Regions from separate parts of the Mus musculus genome. Here region 2 is linked to region 1. Evidence: chromatin contacts called from public capture Hi-C data. All regions are on one chromosome and are shown on one strand. Each heading gives the region's core, a stretch centred on a gene start, on an enhancer-like site or on the middle of the called end of the contact. The rest is flanking DNA. Distances are from core to core; before and after follow the strand shown.

Evidence for each region. Capture Hi-C pulls out chosen DNA fragments and counts their contacts.
Region 2: a contact with region 1 is called in a capture Hi-C map of bone marrow-derived macrophages, with 2.9 times the contacts expected there. The contact joins two enhancer-like sites. A contact is called at or near these places in 3 of 484 Hi-C or Micro-C datasets (brain, embryonic stem cells and nephron progenitors), 1 of 115 datasets of contacts at active chromatin or transcription factors (bone marrow-derived macrophages) and 1 of 9 other capture datasets (bone marrow-derived macrophages).

What each region holds. Positions count from the first base shown.
Region 1 is chr8:115,490,873-115,497,234 of GRCm38.p6, reverse strand. No RefSeq gene overlaps it. Among named protein-coding and RNA genes, the nearest start is that of Gm39256, 150 kb to the left of the region's middle. Within about 2 kb of position 2,629, at least 13 of the 459 cell types and tissues checked have an H3K27ac peak or open chromatin away from gene starts, as enhancers often do. A contact at or near this core is called in bone marrow-derived macrophages, where this site is marked.
Region 2 is chr8:115,615,059-115,621,420 of GRCm38.p6, reverse strand. Gm39256 (a long non-coding RNA gene) reads left to right here. Exons shown (of 2, transcript XR_879215.3): 2 at 1-6,362. Among named protein-coding and RNA genes, the nearest start is that of Gm39256, 27 kb to the left of the region's middle. Within about 2 kb of position 2,855, at least 65 of the 459 cell types and tissues checked have an H3K27ac peak or open chromatin away from gene starts, as enhancers often do. A contact at or near this core is called in bone marrow-derived macrophages, where this site is marked.

The DNA.
Region 1 (6,362 bases), core at 1,380-3,879:
GGAAAGTACAGCTTAGGAAGAAGAATGAGGGAAGGGGGTGGATATGCGAGTCTGCTAAGAAAATCAGTGGACATGAAGTAGAGAGGGGCCAGACAGGAGGAGAGGCCGGGGGGAAGATTGGAATCAAACCAAATAAGCCTTGGTACAGCTCTGAACGGTGAGGGAGTGAATCACAGTAAGTGGGGACCAATATGAACTTTCTTAGCGACTGTGATTCACACAGCTGGAACCTGCTGGGGCCTCCCCCACCGGACCACAGCCTGCCCCTCTGCAGCTGATGGTATGGTACCCCAGTAGGTCACCACAGCCAAGACATTACCACGTCTCCTAGTTCTTTCCAGTCTGATGTCATCTTTCCAAAGACTGGCAGCAGTTGCAAGAAAACTGTTTCAGATAGCTATTAATATTTTAACATGCTTTTAAGAAAATTTGGCCTTTTGTCGAGTCGGTCTCCAAGCAGACATATATCATAGCCCATGATAGACATTACACTTAGCCCTGTTTGGTGGGGATAGCTGCCTTGTTTTGATTCATTTTTTAACATCTATTATTAAAAAATCTTGCTGGTGTGTGTTTGCTCCTATATTCCCTGAGTTGCTTTGCTCTGTGCCCTCCCCATAAGGAGCAATGCACGGCTGATTCTGTGACCTGACCAGGGCTGTCAGAGATGACCACTTTCTAAACAACAACAAGGCCATCTGGAACCCAGAGGGCAAACCAAACATCTCAGTAACGAGGAAATGATAGACTGACGCTGGTTTTGCACTTAGGGTGGGGGATAAATGATTTCTTTCCACCGATATATATTACGAGGGACAGGCATAAAGCCCATTGGGAGAATATGCAACTGAGGATACTCAGCTTAAGAGGCAAGCTGGAGACAGTTTTAAGGAGAGGCAATTCCGGCAGAAGGATAGCAGGATGCTTCTAAGGTTGAGAAGAGAGGGTTTTGTGTGTTTGTGGAACAGGAAGAAGTCTGGTGTGGCTAGAGAGTGATGTGGGAGGAAAAGTGGTGAAGGCAGCCAGGGCTAGGTCACAAGACATGGGTTGGGTGGCTAGAAAGTGACATTTTTTTTTTCTGAGAACATGTACATGTGCACCCAGAAGCCAAGTGACAACCTTAGGTATGACTCCTCTGGAGCCAACAGTCATTTTGTTCTTTGAGATAGAATGTCCCATTGGCCTGATGTTCACCAGGTAGACTAGGCTGGGTGGCTAGGGAGCCCAGGGATCGGCCTGCCTTCATCTTCTCAGTGCTGGCATCATAAGTTCATGTCACCATCCTTGGCTTTGAATGCATCAGTCTAGATATTGATCTGGGGTCCTCATATTTGCAAGGGAAGCACTTGACCTATCAGGCTCTCACCTCGTCCACTACTTCCTACTTTGAAGCATTCTTTATGGGTGCCTTAATCCCTATGCAAAGGACAGGTCATACAGTGGCACTCTAGTTACCTATTCAATCTGATGACAGATCTCTAGGTCACCTCACCAAGTCACCAAAATCGGAGACTAATGTGTACTTAGAGTCTCCAAACTAAGCTCTAGACAAAAAGCAGCAATGCCAGCTCAGGTTCTTCAGCAAGCAGCCCCAAAAAGGAGCTTAATTCACCCTCTACAGAGCAGAACACTCATCCAGCTGAACTCTGCCTGGGTTCTTAGCTACATCATGAGATTCACAGTAAAAGCATGGTGATGGATGCCCAGTGTTGTGGAAGGCCTGACTGAAAGAGTGACAAAAATGTGTGGTGAGGTGACTATGCTGAAGATAGAAAAGTGCAGCCACTCCAAAGGGAAGTTTGGGGAGGGAGGGCAGAGGGAAGGGACTTGACAGAAGATTTATCACGGGGCTTGTTTTACCACCCAAGCAGATAGATGAGAGAGAGCCAGTGAGGTGAAGGAAAGAAAAGATTTGGTTTTTGCCTTGAAAGAACTCTTTGTTGGGTTGAATGTGAGATAGAAGCTAAAACCTTGGGTCAAGAGATAGGGGCAGAAGGGAGCCCGCCTTTCTGCATCTTGTTTCAGCTCTTCTCATTACAGATGCTCAAGTGTTCAGGGATGATAGATACACTGTTGTCTTTGAGCAAGCAGAAGCCTGACAAGACAAGATGGAGGCAGGGCTTCAGTATGTCTAGACATCACATAGCCAGAGGACTTCCCCTACCACACACAGACCGCCTCACCTCTTGGGCTCTCAAGGGGCTCCTGATGGTCTCTGACACCAGCGTTGCTCATCCACTGTAGCCCACAGATGCTATTAACAGATAATCTCCCATCGCATCCCAAAGAAGGGCTTAAGACCACAGGAGTTCTCAATGTTGGTTCCATCCCCAGATGCCCCCAGCCAAATGGAAAGTCAATACACCGCTCTTTTCCCTTGTGGAAACTTCCCAAATACACTCTTGCCAGGTGAGCCCCTGGGGAAAGAAACTTCTAGAAGAGTCCTCCTATGCCTCCTGATGCTGACCCAGTAACAAGTCAAGTGGATGAGACTGGTTCCTCTCATCTCAGCATTTTATTTAGGTCTTTGGTTGAGTCACTCCTGTGCCATTTTCCAGTGGGGAGCAATAAGTTAGCAGATCCAAGAGGTCAGGAGAGATCTCAGGCGGTGGAGGCCACCGCTGAGGAACTGGTGGCTTGACATTTGCGGAATCTCACTTCTCTTTTTACTTATTGCTTTACTGAGGCTGAGCCTTGGGCCTCAAATATCTGTTCTTCCAGAACGGATTCACGATTTGAGATGAGTCAGGTGGGGAGTCACCACAGCCCAGCTGAGAACTGGCACGGAGAAAGGAAATGTGTGGGAGAAGGGTAACCCCTTCTGCTATGACACTGGGCTTCTTCTTGGTCAGCTGTACTCGTTACCTTTCTAGTCTCCGTGACACAGCGTCCAACTTAGGAGAACAAGGAATGGTTTATTTTGGCTCACAATTGATGAAATCCATCATGGCCGGCAAGGCATGGCAGCAGGAATTTGAGGCAGCTGGTCACATGACATCCACTGCCACGAAGCAGAGAGAGATGAACCCTGGTGCTCACCTATTTATGCATCGGAAGATCCCAGACCATGGGATAGCACTGCCTACACTGAAGAGTAGTCTTTCCTCCTCAATTAACCTAATGTAAAAATAAAATAGAATAAAATAAAATAAAATCCCTCACAGACACACCCAGAGTCTCCCTCTTTATGGTTCCGGATCCTGTCAAGTTGACAATATTAACCATCATATCACCAGTCTACCCAAACGTGAGGGAGGAGCCATGCTGTAGTTTCTCCAAAATCCCATCTATTCAGTCTCTCGGGTTTTAGATTATTGGAGTTCCTGGAGTTTAACTATATGAAGCAGAACACCAGTTCGTCCGAGCCCTGTCTTGATCCCTTGCCTTAAAACTGAATTTTGCAATAAAATTATGGTCATTTGAAGCTGCAATGATGGATAACCAGAATGGAAGGGAAGCTGCGGGGGAGCTTGAAGGAGGAGGAATTAAAGAGAATCATTTGCAAACATACCCACAAGCTAACTACCCAGGAGTCCATATCTCTTCCCTAAGAATTTGTGAAGTCTGAGCACTCTCCTGCCTTCAAGGAGATCATAATTTGTTTTCTGGGTACAAGAATGTCTGTCTTAACATAGAAATCAGAGAGATGGGGTTGGAAAATGGGGAATTCTGGGATGCCTGACTGAGAGCACTGGACAGGGGAATTGAAATGTGAGCTCCACACTAAGAGCCCACTTGTCCATGTTGTAATCTAGCCCCTGGCGTGCAAAGACTAATCCAGATGTCCTTGGTGGATGAATTTATGAACATACCTTGCCTGATGCTTAGCTGCAAGAATTCAAACAACATCTGCAAGGTCTCTTTGCTTTGCCTCCCGTGAGCAGGAGTGGATGAAGGGAAGATAGCTCATCTGTCCAACAATGGCTTCCTAAGCAGCTCTGTGTGAGCAACACTGTTCCAGGGGCTGACCACACCAGCAAACAAAGTACAAGAAACTCTCACCTAGGTGCTTTTTAGTAGGACAAAAAACTATCAACCAAACACCAGCATGTATAAAAAAGTTAGGTGTCATCTGAAGACATGGACGCAGGAGGGCAGTGATTAGAGGTCACACATGGGAGGCCAAAGAAAGTCCAGCTATGGCAGCCTACAGGTGTAGAGCTGTGAGCATCAGAGGGAATACTATGTGCAAAGATCCTAAGGCAGGAGCTTAGATGACATGCTGGACACATCTGCTAGCCACCGCCTATGAACCTGATGAGAAGAAATTAGAAAATGAGACCAAAGGCTAGCCAAAGCCACTCTGCTGAGGACATTAAGGTCATTTGGAAAAGGATTTTGACACTTACTCTGAAAACAAGTGTAATATTTCTAAGAGCATTGCAGCACATAGTAGGCCCCTTCACAAAATACTTCTGTGTAACGTTTATGGAAACTGAACAAGATCACCTAACAGAGTCGTGACTCCCAAAACATTACCATTATCAAAGGGGGCTCTGGGACTCTGGAACATGAATGCTAGAAAATGTCTTGGATCTGATCTTGATATGTAGCATGAAGCACTGTCTCCTTGCTCCTAGTTAACTCAACATTCCCTCTATGGATGAGAGTTCCAGGGCTTCGAGTACTCAGATGTAGCCCATGCAGGTGTAGAGAGATGTAGAGGGAAACCAGCCTGACAGTCTAGCTAATTCCCATCCTGTAGGATTCTCAGTCTCCAGAGACAAAGAAAGAGTCTGTCTTCCTGCCTGTTGGGATGCCAAGAGGCGTTGGCAAGCTGGGAAACCTCCAGGTTCTCTGCGGGCCTGCAGAGACCCATTCCATGTGGCCCTTTCAGCATTTGCCACTGTCGGATAGTGTGTGAGATGATGAAACAGAAACCATCGTGTGTCTGTCCCTACATCTAGCCTGTGCCAACGTCTGGGATCCCAGAAGTACAGTGTTTAAAGGCCTTGCAGAGGCAGATTAAAGGAAGTACCAAGTGGCTTATGAAGGGTCTTAGGTGCTCAGGGACTGTGGTTTTTTCCAGGGCTGTGTTCAATAGGATGGAAGATATAAGGAGTATGTGGTGATTTCTGTGCATTTATTGAATGAACTAACCTTAGATCGTCATACCATGCAAGAGTCAAAGGCTCAGCGGTCATTTGTGCCTTCCATGTTAGATAATTCCTTTGTAGTGGATGTTTCTTTGTGTATCCCTAAACTATCTCTCTCTCTCTCTCTCTCTCTCTCTCTCTCTCTCTCTCTCTCTCTCTCTCTCTCTCTCTGTGTGTGTGTGTGTGTGTGTGTGTGTGTGTGTGTGTCCCTGTCCCTAAATCCTCCTAGCATACATGAAGAACTGTCATTGGACATATGAGGAAGATGGGAACAGGGGGAACAGGGGGTTGCATTGTGGGTATCATGGTCAGGTAGTTATAGTGGTGTCTGAGACCCTGACTTCCAGCAAGAGTCTCCACACTGTACACGGGGTGGGAGAAATCTCAAAACTTCCAAATATCAAGAGAAAATAGAAAGCCATTGTGGAAGACAGGCAACAGCACTTCCATGTAAGGATCCTGACTCCCAGGGCCTTGTGCTTACAGCAGGCTCTACTTTTAATCACATAAGAAAGCTGAGAAACAGAGGAGGGGCCCATTCTCCACTGAGTCCTGCGCGCACAGCCGGAAGACTCAGGGTCTGGGATATGCAATGATTCAACGTGGCATCTCCTCTCTTAGAGTCCACTGGGGAGGGTGGGGAGGCTGAGGCACATGACAGGGACAATACAAGTACTCCCTGACAATAGGGAAAAGAACCACAGACATCACACAAACACTTGTCCTGGGCTTACCTCCAGGCAAGAAGAAAATTGAAATAATTGAAATAACTCAAGCTTCTCCTATTTTTGAATATCAGCCATAAGATTTGTGCTCACACACTTGGCCCATTTTCAGCAGGTATATCATCTTTTAAAGCTGATTTTTCATCATTTTCTTCAACTTCCTTTTCCTCTTCTTCTTCTTCCTCCTCCTTCTCCTCCTCCCGCTTTGTTCTTCTTCCCCTTTCCCTTTGTTTCTCCTTTCTTCCTCTCTATTTTGTGCCATGTCAGATTTACACAAACCACAAGACTCCCTTCCACTTCACTTGCCAGACAGCTTTATAGCCATTAATGTTAGAGAGCCTGCCCTGTCGGAGGAAAGGCAATGGAGAAGATGTGAAGCCTGCATGCCAGGCAGGAAGTGAAGTTCCATTTCGCATCCTTTGGAATCCCAGAAGGAATCCAGTGAGACAGGTATCGACATGCCTTTCCACCCAGGTAAGACATTGATGTGCAGAGAGGGACAACCCTCTTCAAGTGTCCAAGGCCAATTGTCAGTCTGGGA
Region 2 (6,362 bases), core at 1,606-4,105, 120 kb before region 1:
CAAGGCAGGAGACTTTGTACCTATTACTCAACCACTTGCTGGATTCATTTCGATGGCAGGGCAACTTCTAATGCAGCACTGAGCAGATTCTATACACCCTGAAAGGCTTTGGGACTGATCTCAAATCCTACTAACACGCATGGGATAGTAACTGTCTTTTTTTATTCTCTCTTTTTGTTCTGTTGAGGACTTGGACACCCAAGCCAGGCTGCAAACCATGAGTCCAAAACAGTGTGACCTGTGCTCAAATCTATTCAAGGTGCTACCCTTCTAAGCTGGGATGCCTTTAAGAGCAATCATTCCACTAAAGACAGCTGGGACAAGAGGTATTGTCCCAGCTAAAGGGCTGGTATATACAGTCTAGTGGGAGAGTGTGTTTACAGGTCTACATATGCACCCCAATATCTCCCCCAACCTTTCTCCCTCCTTCTCTCTTTCTCTCTCTCCTTCTCTCTCTCCCTCCCCCCTCTCTCCCTCTCCCGCCCTCCCCCCACACAAAGACATACCTACACACACACACTACAAAAGGTCCTTTGTAGTGCCCTTATACTTCAGGTATAAGGTAGGCCACAGACTTCTGTGCAGACATAGCTGTGTGGTCACAGAGAGCAGTCAGCTTGAGGAGAAGGACACCCCGCTCCACCTGACATCTTTAGCTACCTGGATGCATGAATGTGTAAGGAGAGACAGGCACACCTGGAGACCCCCTGTCTCTGGGCTTTGTAAGTACCTTCCTGGGGATGAAGGCATTTGTCCTGATCAGCTGTAAGAATCAGATCAATACGAGAAGACCAGCATTCTTTTTCTCTGCCGTAAAACCTGACTTAGTCCTTACGAGGATTTTACTGTTACTTTATATTCAAATGTGGAGGGTCTGTGAGCCATTAAGCAGTTAATTTTTATAAATGGCACACCCTCGTCATTCCAGAGTCTGGGAAAGGACGCTCCCTCATTATCAGGCACGAAGCTCCTCTTGGGTAAAGCGACTCGGGTGGTCATTGGAGATTAGAGCAGATCCTCATTGCTCCCCTAATGGGACACCTTGAAGAGGTTTTGGATTCTAAGTTGCAAGCTGTCTTCCACCCCAAGAGCCTTTGCTCCCATCCCTTCTATGCAATGCTGGGATGACTAGTGCTAAGTTTCACTTAGATGGGAAGTAGAACCATCTGGGAGTGAGCCTCATGATCATGTCTGTGAAGAAGTTTCTAGATCTGGTCAACTGAGATGAAAATACTCACCTGAACGTGATGGCACTACTGCGTGTGTTGTCTTGAGAATTGGATAAAATGGAGAAAAGAAGCTGATTCTGGTCTGTGGATACAAGATGATCAGCTGCTTCATGATCCTGCCATTGTGAATCCACGCCTTGATGGATTGTACCCCTCTAACCACAAACCAAAATAAACCCTTCTTCCTTTAGGTTGCTTCTGTTGGGTGTCTTATTACAATCCTGAGAAGAATAACTAACACAGTAAGCCCAAGATACTGTGGGCTGAGGAACATATCCCTCACACGCCAAAGTCACGTTCAAGTAAGCAAAGCTTTCTCCAGCCTGAGATCAGCAGGTGATGGCCACATGTGCAGGTGTTCTGGAAGCCCAGCTGGCTGGCTTGTGGAAGAAACAGCTCAGGGTTGGAAAATGGTCTGTTCAAAGAGGTAGCCAGTCCACAAGGCTAGGGAAATCTGTACTGAAGGAAAGATCCAACAGGAGATGAGGAGGCCTGTTTCCCATGGTGAAAACAGACACTCTGATTGAGCAAGCTGTGGGAGCCTGGAAGAGGCTTCCTCGATAGGCAATGAGGTCCCTGTCACAGGTAATAATCCTGAGAGTCCAAAGCAGGGAAATCTGGAGAAAAGATCTCTGTGTTTGGTGACAGGCTAGAGAGATGACATCTCAGTCCCCTAAGATGCTTTATTTTATATATGACGGATGGAGCCGTGAGGTGTGTCAGTCTGCGGCTTTCTTGCCACATCTAATCAAGGCAATATTTCTGGATAAAAACCTAGAAGGGTTTTTGGAACATATGCTCGGGAGCTTGAGGCAAGGAGGACCAGGTTGCAGCGTAGGCTCTTAAGGGAACTGTACAACCACAGGTACCTCGGAAATCTCTGCATCCTTGTTTCGTCATCTGGAAGCTGAAGCACAGGTGTCACACAGGGACAGTGTGGACTCTGCAGCTGAGAGAATGCCAAGCACTGGATATAAACAAGTGGCGAGGGCAGATTTGCACTAGCATGCCCACACCCACACACAGGCATGTGCACCCACACATACATGCATGCACTCATGCAGCCAGTGCAGAACCAGGACTGTGCTTTTGGGAGCCCAGCACAAGCACACTTAAGCTATCCTGCCTCTCCATGCACTCTAGTCTTCTTTATTTTAAAATTAAAAAGTGTTCACGCAACGGCATTTTTATTCTCATTAAAGACGATGAAAACTTTATGGCTTCCCCCCTAGAATCAAGACCTGAATTTATTACTGTTTATATTCGGATTTGAGGCTTGCCTAGAACCAACTCATCTTGTGTCCCCCCTCTCTCACACAGGACTGTAGAAAGAGCATGTTTGCGAAGTAATGAGGATGGAGAGTTAGAGGCTGATTTTCTTCCCTTCCCCACTTTTTTTTTCTTTCTTTTTTTTTTTTTTCTTTTTGCAAAGGAAACTCCTCCTCGGAGCTGGCATGGCATTATTAAAAATAATAAAGCAGGAGGTTGGGAAGGAGAAGGTAAATAAGGTGATTCATACATCATCTGCAAAAGACACCTAAGGAAGGCAGAGCGAAATCATTGCCTGTTTGGTGTGCAAGGAGATTCTCATGAGTCAGCGTCTACCGCTTCCGTTCTCCCCCAGCTGCGGCTTCAGGCTTGGCTGTGTCATCGGTGGGTGGGCCAGTTTGTGGCTCCTCCTGATCTGTACATACACATGCGCACGTACACATGCACACGGACACACACACACACACACACACACACACACATGGGCATTAGTGTGTATATGTGTCACACCAATGTGCAAGAGCTACTCTTTTCCAGGACTCAGGACAAGTGTGTGTCCTTGTGTTCAGGGGAAAAACAAAACAAAACAAAACAAAACAAAATAAAAACATGTCAAGAAAGTACTGGAGAACTCACAAACTCAAGAGTCCTCTGAGCTCTGTGAGAGTCAGCTCACACGCCAGGATGCCCTGTCACCTGTTGTGTGTTTTTGCCTTGTGGTTCTGGCAGCAGAATTGAGTGTGTGCCTTTACAGTATCTCTTTGGTCAGCAGTCTTTCAGAGACAGGGTGCACACGTGAGACACGTCCCATTCTGGAACTCTGTAAACCAGAGCACCCTCTATGTGGCTTCACCACAAATGAAAGTAGAGGCTGCCGAAAAGATAGTGGTGACATTCAATAGCCATCACCAGGAACCAGTTGGTGAACCCCATTAAAGCCTGGAAGGAATATCATGGCATCATTTTCCAAATATGCATATCCCTAGGGAAACAAAGGGTATTTTCAGTACCAATAACTTATATTGATTGAGTCACAGGCCATAGCACAGGGGCAGGGGGATTTTGCATGTGCTGAACTCAGAGTCAACCTAAAACATGAACACAGGTGCTGTACCCACTTTTCAGACAAAGAAACTGCGGCACTGGAAGGTCTAGCAGCTTTCCTAAGCTTGCACAACTGGCAAGTGGCAGAGAGGTCTTGCTAATCTACTTCTAGAGCCCTCCCTGGTAATGGCTCCACCTGACGTGCATCAATGCAGGGGCCAGACCCCTGGTCCCTCCTTCTACATCAGCACTCCCTGGCCCATCTGCCTGGAATGTTTTCACATCTCCTTTCTTCCATTCTTTCTATAAATTCTGGGTGCAGACCTTATTGCTAAGCGGTTTCTCCTGGCAAGAGTAGGCAAGGTTCTGACAAAAGCACACTCACCCAATAGGAGTAGTGGCTCAGGCCTGTCGTCCCAGCACCTGGAAGGCTGAGGCAGGAGGTTTCTCACAAGTTGGAACCCAGCCAGAGCTGCATAGGTCTAAGCCAACCACCTCTCAAATAAAAGCTACAGACTGTGTCTAAAACAAAACCTTCACCGAAACCCATGGAATGGGAGAGATTTGGCTCTTTTGTAGCTAGGACTACAGTGTTTAAAAACCCAGGGCTCAAAACAACACACATCCCCCAGAGAAACCAGCAGGCCAGGAGAAGGCCCTGCCAGGCTAGGGCCCAGCTGAGAGTGGATCACATGCTCGGGCCAAGGAAACAGCAGCACTGGCCAAGCTCCCCAGGTCTTTCCTACCCTGCGCTGGCCCAGACCTGCCTGTATCTAGCCAGGAGTGCAGGAGGATGTGGGCAGATAGGAACAGGTCTCTCGGAGCCAGGCTCAGTGCCCCAGCAGGGCCTTGAGTCCCCTGCCAACACGCTTGCCAACCAAGCTGTGTAAACATTGAGCTCTCTGGCAAAGCTGGGGAAGGGGAGACAGAAAGGGCTCCTCATCCAGTGTGGGTGTGGGAGGAGACTGCGCTCCTGGTTTCTTTCCTGTGCGCTCCCTGTCTCCTTCTTCCTCCTGGCCAGAAGAGGCAGAAGGCTCTTAGCGACCACCATGAGCCATGTCTAAGGATGTACCCTGTCCTTTGCTGAACACAGAGCTTGACTCTCCTGCCTACTTCACCCTTCCTTCTCTTCTTCCTCCCTCCCCTTCTTCTCTTTCTTTTTGTACATATGTGTACCTTACCACCACACCTAGGAGTGGGTTTCACCAAGGTGCCATAAGGCCAGTGGCCTGAGTCCTGTGATCACATGTGATGGGTTAGGAACCAAGAAAGATATAGATAAAGGTGTCAGTGTGTTCTCCAGGGCAGCATCCTGCATGGACTTAACTTACTTTTTTTGTTTGGTTGGGTTTTTTTTTTTTGTTTGTTTGTTTTTTGTTTGTTTGTTTTTTGTTTTTGTTTTTGTTTTTTTAAGACAGGGTTTCTCTGTGTAGCCCTGGCTGTCCTGGAACTCACTCTGTAGACCAGGCTGGCCTCGAACTCAGAAATCCACCTGCCTCTGCCCCCCAAGTGCTGGGATTAAAGGTGTGCGCCACCACTGCCCGGCTTTAACTTACTTTTATATATTTCAGGTGAAACGCATTGACCCTAAAGCCATCCACTTGACAGCGATTCTGGAACACTTACTGTGTTCAACCTATAAGCATCAACTCCTAAAGTTACAGAAGACTCCCACCATCCCCAAAAGAAAACATGTCTCAGTCAGTACCCCACGCCATTTCTACTTTCTCCACCTTATTATCTCAAGACAGCCACAAATTTCAGCCCCCAGGAGTTTCCTATCCCATGTGCCACATACAAAGCAGCATGTTGCATCGAGATTCGTTCATGTACTATGTTTTCTAGCTCACTGAATTTTGTTTTCTATGTGCAATGATTTTCTTTATGCTCTATGTTCTGCACCTATCTAAAGTGTATGCACCCATCCATCCCAGCTGACAGGTTTGATGTCCATGGGCCCAAACAGAAGCAAATAGAAAAGATGGATTTTGAAAAAAAAAATATCTCTAGGTTCAGAGTTGGGACATCTCTAAAAAGCCCATAATTACACAGTGTGGTAGTTACTTTTTGATGTTATGATAAATAGTCCTAGGCAACCAACTGAAGAGAAGAGAAGGTTTTCCTGTGGCTCATGGTTTCAGAAGTTTTAGCCCATAGTTGCTTGGCCCCTTGCTCTCAACCTGTGTGGAAGACAGGCATTCATAGAGCAAATGCAAATATCACGCCTGTGTACAGGACTTGGGTCTCTGTGGAGAGGTCCTGAAGCCAGTCTCATATAGATCCCAAGAAAGAAAAACCAAAGGTTAAAAGAGTAGGCCCAAGTTCACTTGGACTCTGTCTTGAAAGTGGGAGGTCAGAAGACTGCTCAAGAGCAATCAATTAAGAGATGATACAAAGAATGGAGGGAGAGGGGAACAGAGATGCTGTGTGGTACCCTGGAGTATGGCTCCCTGGGACCCACAACTGAAAAGTGCTGTTGCATCCTGAGTATGAGGGGGATCTAGAGGGTAAAGAGGACAGCAGGAATAAGCCATGTTCTGTAGGCTACTCCTTAACAACCCTGCGGGAAGGAGACTAGGATGGAGGTAACCAGATTTTACCCAGATTTCCTACTCAGTCCAGATTTAGTTGGACAAACTTAACAGAAAGCTAGGAGATGACCTAGAAATGGCATCCTCCCTGCCTAGAGGCAGGAATGGGGGTGTGTGTGTGACGGGAGTGAGGGGTGGCAGTCATTCTTGCAGAGTACCAAGGACTTGACCCTTCTGCCCAGTTTGCTTTTTCTTTCTCTTACTCCTCCCTCCTCTCTTCTCTATCTTT